Regions from separate parts of the Mus musculus genome. Here all the other regions are linked to region 2. The links are chromatin contacts, called in public HiChIP or PLAC-seq maps. All regions are on one chromosome and are shown on one strand. The core of a region is the stretch at or near the end of the contact, and the rest is flanking DNA. Distances in the headings are between cores, read along the strand shown. Region 1 has its middle 56 kb from the start of Gm24612. Region 2 has its middle 60 kb from the start of Ccl1. Region 3 has its middle 23 kb from the start of Gm24612. Region 4 has its middle 18 kb from the start of Gm24612.

Region 1 (2,700 bases), core at 129-2,628, 300 kb before region 2:
GCAGTCCCGTGTAACAGGTGTCCTGGGGTGCTTGCTTCACTGCTCCCTAGGCTGTTGCCCTTCTTAGTGTGGTCACCAGGACTCAGCACCGTCCACCAGGGTCTGGCCTTCCACCAGCAGGAAGGAAGAAAGGCAGCAGGGAGCTGGACAGCCGTATTGCCACCTGCTCTAAGAGCACATGCCAGACTCAGGTCTCCTACACCGCGGTCCAAAACTGAGATGCAAGGGAGGCTGGGGGATCTGATCCATTCTGGAGGTTCCGTCAGAACGGAGGGTTTCTGCTACCAGTGAAGAAGGTAGGCAGCCAGAAGTCTCTGTCAAATAACTGAAACAGCATGAAACCTAACCCAGCCCTTAAGGAGGCCTGCTGGAAGCTGGAAGGTATCTGGTTCTCACACTAAAAGTGCCAAGGCAGGCATGTATGCCCCAAGCGAGGAGCCTGGGCTAGGGAAGCTATTCAGTGCTCTGTAAAGCTCAGAAAGATGGTGGATCCAAAGCCAAAGCCAGAAAGCCTGATGCTGGAGCCCATAGGCTTTGTGTCACAGCACATGGAATGGATGCTCTGAGGAAGGAGGCCCATAGTCCGCTTTCTTCACAGCTCTACTCCTGGCACATCGGCAGTACGAGCTGAGTCATTGTTATTCCTAGAAGGAATTTCTGATCTGATCTTATCTTACCATTGTCTCCTGTGCCCAGTCAAAAGGCTGTTAACCCTTTCCTGCCCTGTGAGCGTGCAGCAGTGGCAAGTGGCACCCACTTCTCATGGCCCATCATTATCAGCAGAGAGCTCTCAGGTCAGGTCAGGCCCCTCACTATTCCTGTGCATATGGGTGGATACAGGGTAAAAATCTCACAGGAAGGGGTGCTTTCCCAGAGAGACAACTCAACTGAGAATTCTTGTCTGTCAGATCTCCATTAAGGCTGCTCCCCCTCTTGTTGCTCAGGAGCCTGAGAACTGGGGGATACCCAAGCCTCTTTTCTCCCATCTGTAACATGACCAACTATCCCCCACTTCTCTGTTCCAGGCCTTTTATTTATCTTAGAACAATGTGGAGCAGGTCTCCCTTATTCTCACTATTTCACTGATCAGGTTGTCAAGGGAGAGAGTGGTTAAGTAATTTTTCCCAAGATCACACAGAGAGGGAGCTTGCTGAAGGCTTGAGGCTACACCTGGCGATGCTCTGTATTTCCTCAAATACTTTCCCACTTTATAGCCCAGGGTGAAGCTATGATTTAACTTGACTCAGGTTAAGACTCACTTTCAGATGAAAAGCCTCAGAGAGGTGGTTCCTGAGCCTCCTCAGGGACCCAGTTGGCTGTGAGGCTCTCCCAGTTCCAGCTGTCCCCAGGGACCCAAGCCCCCACTGTCTCCAGGGACCCAGCCCCTTGCAGCCTTCCTTCCCTCCTGCAGCAGCTGCAGCTGTGCTTGCATGCCAGTGATGGGGATGGTGGGTGTCGCGTGGGAGAAGAGGGCTGTTTATTTACGATGTGACAATTTTGATGTATTTGCTAGAGAGGGGGGAGCCAGCCCAGCACCACACAATTAAATTAAAAGACCACCAGTTGTGGGCGAAGCTCATCTATGACTGGCTTAGAACCAAACAAATCAGAGAAAGTCACAAATTGCTTCTCAGCCTCCCAACACCCACTTCACCCCGATGCTCTTAAGCTGCTCTCTGGGGGACAGCTTGCCCAGGACTGCAGCCCAACAGGGCTTGAGTCAGGTGAGGCAGTGGGTGCTGGGGTAGCTGTGTCTTCTTTTGCTCTTGTCCTGTGGTGGTCTTTCTGAGGATAGCATGGACTGTCTCGTGTTCCTGTTCTGCACGAATGGATCCATCTTGCTGCTCTCCCGGTGATTATTATTTATCTCATGTGGCAACAGTCTCCCACCTAACCTCCTTGTCTCCAGTTTTGCCCAGTTGGATCTATTTTACATTTAGCTCCTATCTGTAGAAATCAATTCCTTGGCGTGTCCTGAAAAGCCCCTGAATCTGACAGTTTTCTGCTATAATAATGCCATATAACAACAAATAATCCCAGGTCTTCAAGACTTAGAACCACAAACACCATTCTCAGGAACAAGGCTTCAGCTGGGGGAGGGGCAGCTCTGTTTGAAGCCATGGTCTAAGCCCATGACCCTCATTCTGGGGCCGGCAATTCTCCAAAGCTTGTTTTTCCATGGCAGACTGCAGAAGTCCAAGTGGCCCATTAAGGCCTCTGACTATGGCATGGATGTCCCTACCTGTACCTCACAGTATCAGGATAGGATATTGATCGTTGCCTACTGATCTTGCTGATTTTCAATATGGAATCTGTAGAGTAAGCTTGGTAGTCATGCCCAGTGGGGCAGAATCATGTGTCCTACCCAGTCTTATGGCAAAAGGAACGGACTTATAATTTTATTACCGGGAGGAGCCAGAGCACAGGGAATATTAATCTAATTTGCTGATCCATTTTTTAACTGGGGCTCTCAAAGGCATAGTCTAGTCCAGCATGCATTAAAGTACCAGCTTGGCTCCAGCCCAGGGTACAGAATGAGGAACCTGGGCTAGGGCTTGGCAGTCTATTATCTATCCACCCCTCTATGTGATGGCAGCTCCATCCTCCAGAGCAGACGCTTGACACCCGACCCCTGCTTCTCTGTATGTGCATAGGACTCAGACCTGTGTGCTCAGTCATCAAGATGGACTGCTTGGTGAC
Region 2 (2,776 bases), core at 51-2,550:
ACTGGCACCCCAGTTATGGATGGAGCCCTGTGAGCCCTAGTAGAGAGACCTCCCGGGGCCAGACCTGCACTAAGCATAGAGAGGGAGATATGGCGGGTGGCAGAAGATAGGCGGGTGCCCAGCAAGAAAGATCTGGAGTCAGCAAAGGCTTCGGGGAGACAGAAGGGCAGCCAAGGGAAGAAATGCAGGCTGTGGAGAGCCCCAGGACCGCCAGAGGGAATGAGAAGGGCATTTCACAAATACACCAGGGCAAGAGAGATACTTGAAAGCTGCCTGGCCCATTAATAAATGAGAAGGGAAATAAAATTAATGATGATGATAAAAACGGCTGAGCCGCTGAAGTGCTTTGTAAAATTGGTCTTTAACAAGGAAAAGAAGAAAAAAAAAATTCCGAGGGATGGGTAATTGGAAATGGACAGGAGCCTTGTCTGTAGAGCTGATGAAGGGGAGGGGTGGATTCTTAGAACAATTGGGTCATGTCTGTGGGCTTCAAACCGCCCTGGCCGGATATAGACCTTGGATCTGGAGAGAATTAGTTGATGAAGTTATTAAATCCTTGGCAGGTATTTTAACTATATGCATTTTGGGGGCGGGTTTGGAGGTAGCAAGGCCTTGAAGATTCCTAACACACACATACACACACACACACACACACACACACACACACACACACACAGAGACAGAGAGACAGAGACAGACAGAGACAGAGACAGAGACAGAGACAGAAAGAGCGCTGGACAGACAGACAGAGACAGAGAGGGAGACAGACACACAGAGAGAATCCACAGTTGAGCCTCAAAAACACGCAAAAGGAAAGTAGCCAATATGTTGCCCATGTTGAGGTCCTGTGTTGGCCCTTGCACCATGCTGGGTGCCTTACAGGTATGTTCTTCTAGCTTTTGGGGCACCCCTCACAGCACTGCACAAGGTTATGATAACCCATTTTACATACAAGAACTTGGAGGATCAGAGAGTTCATGTGTTGCCTTAGTTATTCAACTTGCCAATGGGGGTGGGGTGGGGGGAGCATGATTGGAACCCATGCATTTCTGATCCCAATAAAGGCTCTTTTGTATTATCCAGCTATACTGGCTAACTCTCAGTATCTGGTTCCAGGCTTTATGGAGAGAGAGTCTCCTACCTGCCAGCCACCTCCTTCTAGTCACACCTCTGCCCCAAAGCGTTGGTGTTTTTAATGGCACTGACTGACTCGAGGTTCAGAGGGAAGGTTTCAGAGTTTCCACACTGAGGAGAAAGAAGTGGGTAGAGGTTGACCAGCAATGACACTCTCAGGAGGGTGGGGACAGGAAAGAGTCACCAGCAGGAAGAGACACTGGTCTGTCCCCACCCCCACGTCACCCTTACCTAGAGCGAGCAGGTGTCCAAAGTTGACTTTACTCTGTTCCTCAGCCTTAGCTCTGACCCTCAGCTTGCCTTCTGGGCTGTCACTCAAGGGCTCACATCATTTCCTGTCCCTGCTGCTGGGTAGTTAATGCAGGTGTTCCTTTTACTGGGTCAGGGTGAAGTTGAATAAAGTGTGTAGAACTGAACAGTTCTGATCCCATCCCTCCCGGGGCCTCATCACTCTGGGGTCCTGTGCCGTGTGATGGGAACCCCACGTGGTCAGTCAAAACCTTGGTCCCTTCTCTGAGCACCCTACCTGCTCCCTTCTATGGCTCTGCTGTGTGAGGACCAGGCTTCCAGGCTTCCCCACTGGGCTTTTCAAGTCCTGGTCTGCAATATATTAGCAATGCCACACAAACATGGGCATGACGTGGGTTTATGTGGCCAGGCATCCCTCTTGTTCCCCTTCACTGCTGTGCGATGCCTATGTCCTGGCCAGCCCACCGTCTGGGGTAGAGGATAGGAGCTCCAGCTCCATCCTCTAAAGTAGTGGTCCTCAGTCTTCCTAATGCTGCAACTCTAATATAGCTCCTCACATCATGGTGACCCCCAACCACAAAAACCATACAATTATTTTTGTTGCTCCTTCATAGCTATAATTTTGCTTCTTGTTATGAGTCCTAATGTAAACAATATGTTTTCTGGTGGTCTTAAGCCACCCCTAGGATAGAGTTATTTGATCCTCTCCAAGGGACTGTGAGCTCTCTCAAGTGAGAGAGGCTGAGAGGATCTCTCAAGTGGTTGAGAACCACTGCTTTAGTGGGGGGGGGGGGGACGGGGCTGCTTAGCTACTGTGGCCCAGTGGATAATTGCACAGCTGAATTTAGATCAGTTCCAAGTCAGCTTGGTTGAATATACCCTAGATACCAAATACTCATTGATACAAACCACTGGGGACTTGTGGTTGTTTTGTATCAGCAGCCAACTGATAAATAGTCATGTGCATAGTGTGCCCTCATAGCTCCCACAGTCATGCACATAGTGTGCCCTCCCAGCTCCTCAGTAAAACCTCTTTTCACTTCAAGTTTATTAACCTGGAAACAAATGAGCATCCCCTTCCCTGTCAGGCAGGATGCATGCAGAAGTTTGAATTTCTGTCTTCGAGGAGCTTTGCCTCGGCGAAACAGGGAAGCAAACATGAGTGTAAACAAGGAAGTTGTTGAAGGTGTCCTGGAGGAAAAGTTCCCTGAGGCAGGCCTTGGAGGAGGTAGCAGCAGCCAAGACAGGAAGTACAGCCTGGATGGACCTGGGAGCGCAAAGTGAGGGTGATGTGTTCAGAGGCAAAGCCCAGGTCTAGCCTTGACATTTCGAAAGCTCCTACCAAATGTTGCTTGCTTGTTTGTTTAAAAGGCGTTGGCCAGGCACTTGATGA
Region 3 (2,813 bases), core at 117-2,616, 330 kb before region 2:
GTGGGAGGGAATCCGACATGGCCAAGAGCTGCCTGGCATTTCCAGCTAACTTCACTGCCGCTCAGCGGGTTGGGGCTTTGGGGTTGGAGAGAGAGTGGAGACAGGGATGGCTTAGTGAAGGTAGGAGTTACAGGGCAAGGTCGGGGCATGCTTCACAGGGAAGTGATGTGTGAGCAGGTCTCAAAGGTCAAGTATACAGAACATCTGTCACCTTAATATGGGTCTAAGGACGATCTTGGTACAAGCCAGTTACATGAATGGCTTCTTTGTTTTATTTTGAAGGCAGGTTCTCACTATGTAGCCCTGGAATGTGCTATGTAAGTTAAACTGGCCTCAAACTTGCATCCATCCTCCTGTCTCTGCTTCATGAATGCTGTGGTTAGAGGCATGCCCATGGCGACTGGTTCTGTTCCATGATTGTGTTTGTTGCTTCACAAAAGAGCAAAGGGCAAATGGATTTCAACAACAAAGATGATGTAGCTGAAAAGTAGGTCACCTCCTTTGCAAACCTCTTTAGACCCTCTGCTACATGAAGGCTGTTGTAGGCTCTGCCAGTTAACAAGATATGAACATGGTGGGCCTGAGAGAGAATGAGACAGACTTTCTCAGGAGGAAGCAAAGCAAACAGGAAGACAGGACATCCCAGCCTCCATTCTGAGGACACCTGTAGAGGTTGTGCTGTGCACTCCTGTCCTCTACCCATGGGTGCTGGCAGCACTCCTTGCCTAGATGTGATATCCAGATGTGTTTCTAGATATTTCCTAGGTCTCATGGGGGACAAAATGACCTCCAATGAAGATGGCTGTTGCAAAGTAATATGACTATATTAGGGACTGTTAGTACTATGAGTAAGATAACTTGGGAGATCGGGTGAGTACGTGCCTGGCAAGGGTGGTAAGGGCGTGTCTGAGAAAGTGGCTCTGGAGACAAGGCCTGGAGACAGGACAGCCATGCTTTAATGAGAAGGGAGGGAAACTTCCTTCCTTCCAATCCTCTGTCACTTCTGAAGGTGTAATGCCTCTGTGGTGTGGGGAAGCCTCAACAGGGTGTGAGGTAGGAATGCTTATCTTACCCACTTCACAGATGAGGTAACTGAGGCACAGAGGAAGCAGCAAAAGCAGAGAGGCCTTGAGGTTGGCCAGATAAAGGTCAATGTGGGAGAGCAGAGCACAGCAGGTGTTGGGGAGGTGGGGAAAGAGGCACTGGGGGTGAGGCAGGTCATACCAGCCTTGCAGTTGTATGTACTGGACTCTGCATGGGTGGCAGTCATCCCCGGGCAGCTGAGTCCCTCTCAGGAAACCACAGGGAGCTGAAGAAGAGCCACCTGGTCCAGCAGGGGTCATGCCTTGCTTCTGGGAAAAACAGCTTACATTTGACTCCCTGCCTGGGACAGCTGTGTGTATCTCCTGTGGGCTCTGCTAGGCTGTGGTGGTATCAGCAGTTCGGGTCTCGCTTCCTTCTTTCCCTACTGGTAGATCCTGAGAATACATCATCTGAGCAAACTTCCAACACGCCTTTTGCTGTCATAGGTAGGGTCTCTCCAGGGAACCTGTTGGGTGGCATAACATAGTGTGCCATTTGGTTCTGTTTTGGTTGCACTGGGAAGCCATTGACCTAGGAAAGTCATGCATAATTCAGGCCAGCACATAAGTGAAGAAGGGCCATGTGAATTCTAGAGTCTCTGGAAATGGGGTTCACATGGAAGGTTGGAGCTGGTCACCCTGAGACTTAGGAACCAGGCAGAGGAGCTAGAAAGGAGCTGAAGTGGCCCTGAGGAGGAGGGAGTCTCTGGAAGGGAGCAGCCACTGAGGCGAGAAGCAGTGACATCTAAGAGGTGTGTCCAGTACTCCCTAAGAGCTCCACCAGGGTGGAGAGACTTAGCTGAATCCAGGGGAAAGGCAGAGTCACTGCACAGCGGTTAAGAGGGCCGTGGTCTTGCCTCTTGGATATCCACCTCCTTCTTCAGGTAGATCCTCTTAACCCAGTCTCTGGTCTCATCCTGAATTCTTCCCTGCCCCCAACCAAGGGATGACGCCTGCAACAACTGTGGGCACCTGGGCCCCATCCCAGGCTTTGAGATGAAAGACAGTTGGGGCGGGCACTCACATGGCTATGTCACAAGTGAGTCACACGTGTCCCCTAACCTATCTCCAGCCCTGCTTCCTGCCCAGGTTTGGAGGGAGCCCTATGACCTTTCCTGAAGTCCCATGAATCTTCCCTTGAAGAGGTATGTTTGGAAATAGCTTCCAGACTCCAAACCCAGCATTGTCTGCTACACAGAGCCTCAGTCTACTTATTTGGTCTGAGGGCATTTTGCTGTTAATTGAGAAATTTCTTTTCTGCTCATTGCTTTCAGGCACCATAGGATTCATGCTCAGGTTGCTGTGGAGGGCATGGGAAAGGGATATTAGAAATGTTTAGTCCCTGCCTACTGGCTTGAATTCATGTCTTTAGATCAATTCCAGTTGCACCTAGTTCCATGGCTCAGAGTTTAACTGTTAGGATGGAAAAAAACAAAACAAAACAAAAAAAAAACCTCTTCCTCTTGCAATGTTAAACTTGGTCCTATCGGCCAACCACACCATCTGTAGCATATTATGAACTAATTAAAAATAAACCTGTAATTACCTTGTTAATAGAGCAATTATATTACATTGTAATTTTTGTGTTAAATATTAAATTGTTAAATGTTAAGATGTAATATATACCACATTTTTTTTGTAAGCCAATTTTGGCAGAATTTTCATTGTTTTAATACAATGGCAAGCTTGAACAAGTGGCCTCAGAGGGACGCTGTGGTCACAGGATCTTCT
Region 4 (2,700 bases), core at 73-2,572, 370 kb before region 2:
CTGTGAGCATTCCTAATTCACTCTTGAACTCAAAAGCATTAAGTATCACTTTGTGCGGGCCCAGCTGCAGTCTTCTCACGCCAGGAGCCTAAAGCCTCCTATAGCCCATCGGTAACCCTCAGATGCCCACACCAGCTTCGGAGACACTCCCAGATTGTGTGAGTCACTGGAATTCTAGGCTGTTTCTCTCCTTCCAGGAAAATGTCTGCCAATGGCTTTTATGACACCAAGTAAAAAGCCCTCCCCACTTTGGATACTTTTATGTCAGCTTTAAAGGGTGGGCGCGAAAAGCGCGGACATCTCAATGAAATAACTGCCATCAGACCTGGGTCTCTTCTTCCTACAAGACAGAAATGACAAGCCAAACTGGAGGTGGCAAGTACCTCCAGGGACCTCATGGTGCCGGGCTTCAGGACCCATGCTAAACTTCCAGTGAAGGGAGGGGCTTCCCCACTGCTTGAGGAAGGGCTTAGCCTCCCTCTGGGACCCCTGGGCCCACATACCCAGCTGCTCGTTTGGCTTGACCAATCGGGGTTTACAATCCTAGGTCATGTGCTTTGCTGAGCACTCTGTGGTCATAGCCGTATGTTATGCTGAACGCTCAAGGTGGGGACAGAAAATGAAGGTCAGATCTGTTCTACCATGGCTGGTTTGGTCAAGTCTCCTGACCTTTTAGTGACCTGGTTTCCTTATGGGAATAAACAGTATATGCCCACTGGGGTTGGGAGGGGGCAATAAATAAACTGATGCTAGAAGACGAGATGGTTCAGCGGGTAAAGGCGCTTGCTGCCACTCCAGACAAATTGGACTTTGATCCCTAGGACCCGCATGGTGGAATCAGAGAACCAACTGCTTCAGGCTGTCATCTCGGCCATCTCATCTAAGCGATGGGGCAGCTGTGACCTGGTGTAATTGTTACTGTACTGTATGTAGCAAGCGTCCAAGCATCACCCTTTCCTCGGTTCTGGTTGGGTCTGTCAGCAGGAGATGGGAATTGGGAAAGGGCGCTGTGAGGTGCTCGCTCCTACTCCACCATGGAGAGCTTCAATATTCAAGGTGGTACAAGTGGCTGGAAACATCTGGAAGGTCCTCATTCGCTAGCTCATGCAGCTCCCGGGCTGGGACTCCTTTTTGAATGGCACATTCTGACTGGTGATAGGTGAGTCTGAAGAGAAAGTATCGAGAGAATGAGCAGGGGAACGGGGTGGGAACAGGAATTGGGAGGGGGGGGTGACTGGGGGGGGGTGCACGGGGAGCCGGTTTGTGATGGATGGGTGGGTAGGAGGAAGGAAGTGACTTCCTTCTATAACCTAGCTGCTGAGTGTCGCCTCTGCTGCCCTCTAGTGGTAGAGGCAGTGGCAAACCTGCCTAGGTTTAAGGTAGGAACAACTAACAGACCCAGCTTATGGGTTTGGATACTTGAAGTAAAAACGATACATGTTTAGAAAAATGCCTGGGCTATAGTATTAGTATAGTTAACAAATGCTAAATATTATGAAAAGCAACACCTAATAATTAAATGGTACATTTTATAACTAGTGAAGTATAAGTAAGTGAAATATTATTTTAGTTTGTGTTGGGGGAGAGGAGATGGTAAAGAAAGCCTCCAGGAAGATGATACATGAGTAGGGTTTTGGAGGATAGATAAAGAGTTTGCTATGGTATCTCTTCACACAATTTGGGTAGAGGAAGTAACTTGGACAAAGTCCTAGAGGGCTTGAAACAGTGATGCGTTCATGTATCCCTGGTGCTGCAGCAACATTTAGAGCCAAGAGCGCTGTCCAGAGCAAGCTGGGGGGAATCTTGTCAGCAGGACTGGTTGGGATTTTGTCATGACGGTAGCAAGAAGCTATGAAGGGTTCAAACAGGGTGAGTGACAGCATTGTAAAGGGGAGAAGGTGGTATCTGGGGACCAGAGGAGAAGCCATAGCACGGCCCCATGCAGTAACATGACCACCTACATGGTGCCTGTCCCCACTCCAGGCATCCAGGAGGAGGCAGGTCTGTCCATTGTTTTATTACATTTATTTAGGTATATATTTTATGTGCATGTGTGCAGGTTCATGCGTATGCACCACAGTGCCCATATGGAGGTCAGAGCACAAGTTGTAGGAGTTGATGCTTTCCTTCCATCCTGTGGGTCCCAGGCATTGAATTCCAGTAATAAGGCTTGGGTACAAGTACCTTTCTGTGCTGAGCCATCTTACCAGGTCCCAGATCTGTCAATTGTACTTCCTTTCACTGAGTCTGAGGACCCAGAGAACTGAAGTCCCCCAGCCTAGAGCTGGAGACATCATGAGCTGATGATGATGCTAGTCTTACATAATCACAAAAGGGGACAAAAATGGCCTTCTTCCTGACACAGGCTCTAGACAGTCCTGTATGTTCTTGCTGCATGGCAGACACTAGGTGGTCACATCTCAGCAACTAGTGGATGCTGTGTCTATGATGCATGAGGTGGCAGTGTGAGGGAATTGGGGCAGGACACAGACATCCTGCAGCGTACAACCTTGGGGTGGAAACATGGGTGCTGGAGCCTGGCTCTCTGGCTTCAGGAAGAACACTTCTTCCCTGTCCTCTAACTTCCTTGTCCTTGCATGGGAATTCAGTGACATATGTATCCTGAGTGTATGGGACATGAAGCTCAAACCCTCTAAAAACACTTCTGTTGTACCTGCTGAGAACCCAGGACCCTCATCT

Evidence for each region. HiChIP or PLAC-seq counts read pairs in DNA pulled down with a chosen protein or histone mark.
Region 1: a contact with region 2 is called in a RAD21 HiChIP or PLAC-seq map of pro-B cells, with 5 times the contacts expected there. The contact joins two enhancer-like sites. A contact is called at or near these places in 2 of 15 datasets of contacts at CTCF or cohesin (large pre-B cells and pro-B cells) and 6 of 484 Hi-C or Micro-C datasets (the C10 cell line, embryonic fibroblasts, embryonic stem cells and 2 more).
Region 3: a RAD21 HiChIP or PLAC-seq map of pro-B cells shows a contact between it and region 2, with 7 times the contacts expected there. The contact joins two enhancer-like sites. A contact is called at or near these places in 2 of 15 datasets of contacts at CTCF or cohesin (large pre-B cells and pro-B cells), 10 of 484 Hi-C or Micro-C datasets (cerebellum, cortical neurons, embryonic stem cells and 3 more) and 2 of 115 datasets of contacts at active chromatin or transcription factors (embryonic basal ganglia and large pre-B cells).
Region 4: a contact with region 2 is called in a RAD21 HiChIP or PLAC-seq map of pro-B cells, with 12 times the contacts expected there. The contact joins two enhancer-like sites. A contact is called at or near these places in 4 of 15 datasets of contacts at CTCF or cohesin (embryonic stem cells, hippocampal excitatory neurons, large pre-B cells and 1 more), 88 of 484 Hi-C or Micro-C datasets (the 63-12 cell line, B cells, the Ba/F3 cell line and 47 more) and 3 of 115 datasets of contacts at active chromatin or transcription factors (astrocytes, embryonic basal ganglia and large pre-B cells).

Annotation. Positions count from the first base shown.
Region 1 is chr11:82,538,994-82,541,693 of GRCm38.p6, reverse strand. No RefSeq gene overlaps it. Among named protein-coding and RNA genes, the nearest start is that of Gm24612, 56 kb to the left of the region's middle. Within about 2 kb of position 1,378, at least 9 of the 459 cell types and tissues checked have an H3K27ac peak or open chromatin away from gene starts, as enhancers often do. A contact at or near this core is called in pro-B cells, where this site is marked.
Region 2 is chr11:82,238,180-82,240,955 of GRCm38.p6, reverse strand. No RefSeq gene overlaps it. Among named protein-coding and RNA genes, the nearest start is that of Ccl1, 60 kb to the right of the region's middle. Within about 2 kb of position 1,300, at least 9 of the 459 cell types and tissues checked have an H3K27ac peak or open chromatin away from gene starts, as enhancers often do. A contact at or near this core is called in the P5424 cell line and pro-B cells, where this site is marked.
Region 3 is chr11:82,571,829-82,574,641 of GRCm38.p6, reverse strand. No RefSeq gene overlaps it. Among named protein-coding and RNA genes, the nearest start is that of Gm24612, 23 kb to the left of the region's middle. Within about 2 kb of position 1,366, at least 4 of the 459 cell types and tissues checked have an H3K27ac peak or open chromatin away from gene starts, as enhancers often do. A contact at or near this core is called in pro-B cells, where this site is marked.
Region 4 is chr11:82,612,338-82,615,037 of GRCm38.p6, reverse strand. No RefSeq gene overlaps it. Among named protein-coding and RNA genes, the nearest start is that of Gm24612, 18 kb to the right of the region's middle. Within about 2 kb of position 1,322, at least 4 of the 459 cell types and tissues checked have an H3K27ac peak or open chromatin away from gene starts, as enhancers often do. A contact at or near this core is called in the P5424 cell line and pro-B cells, where this site is marked.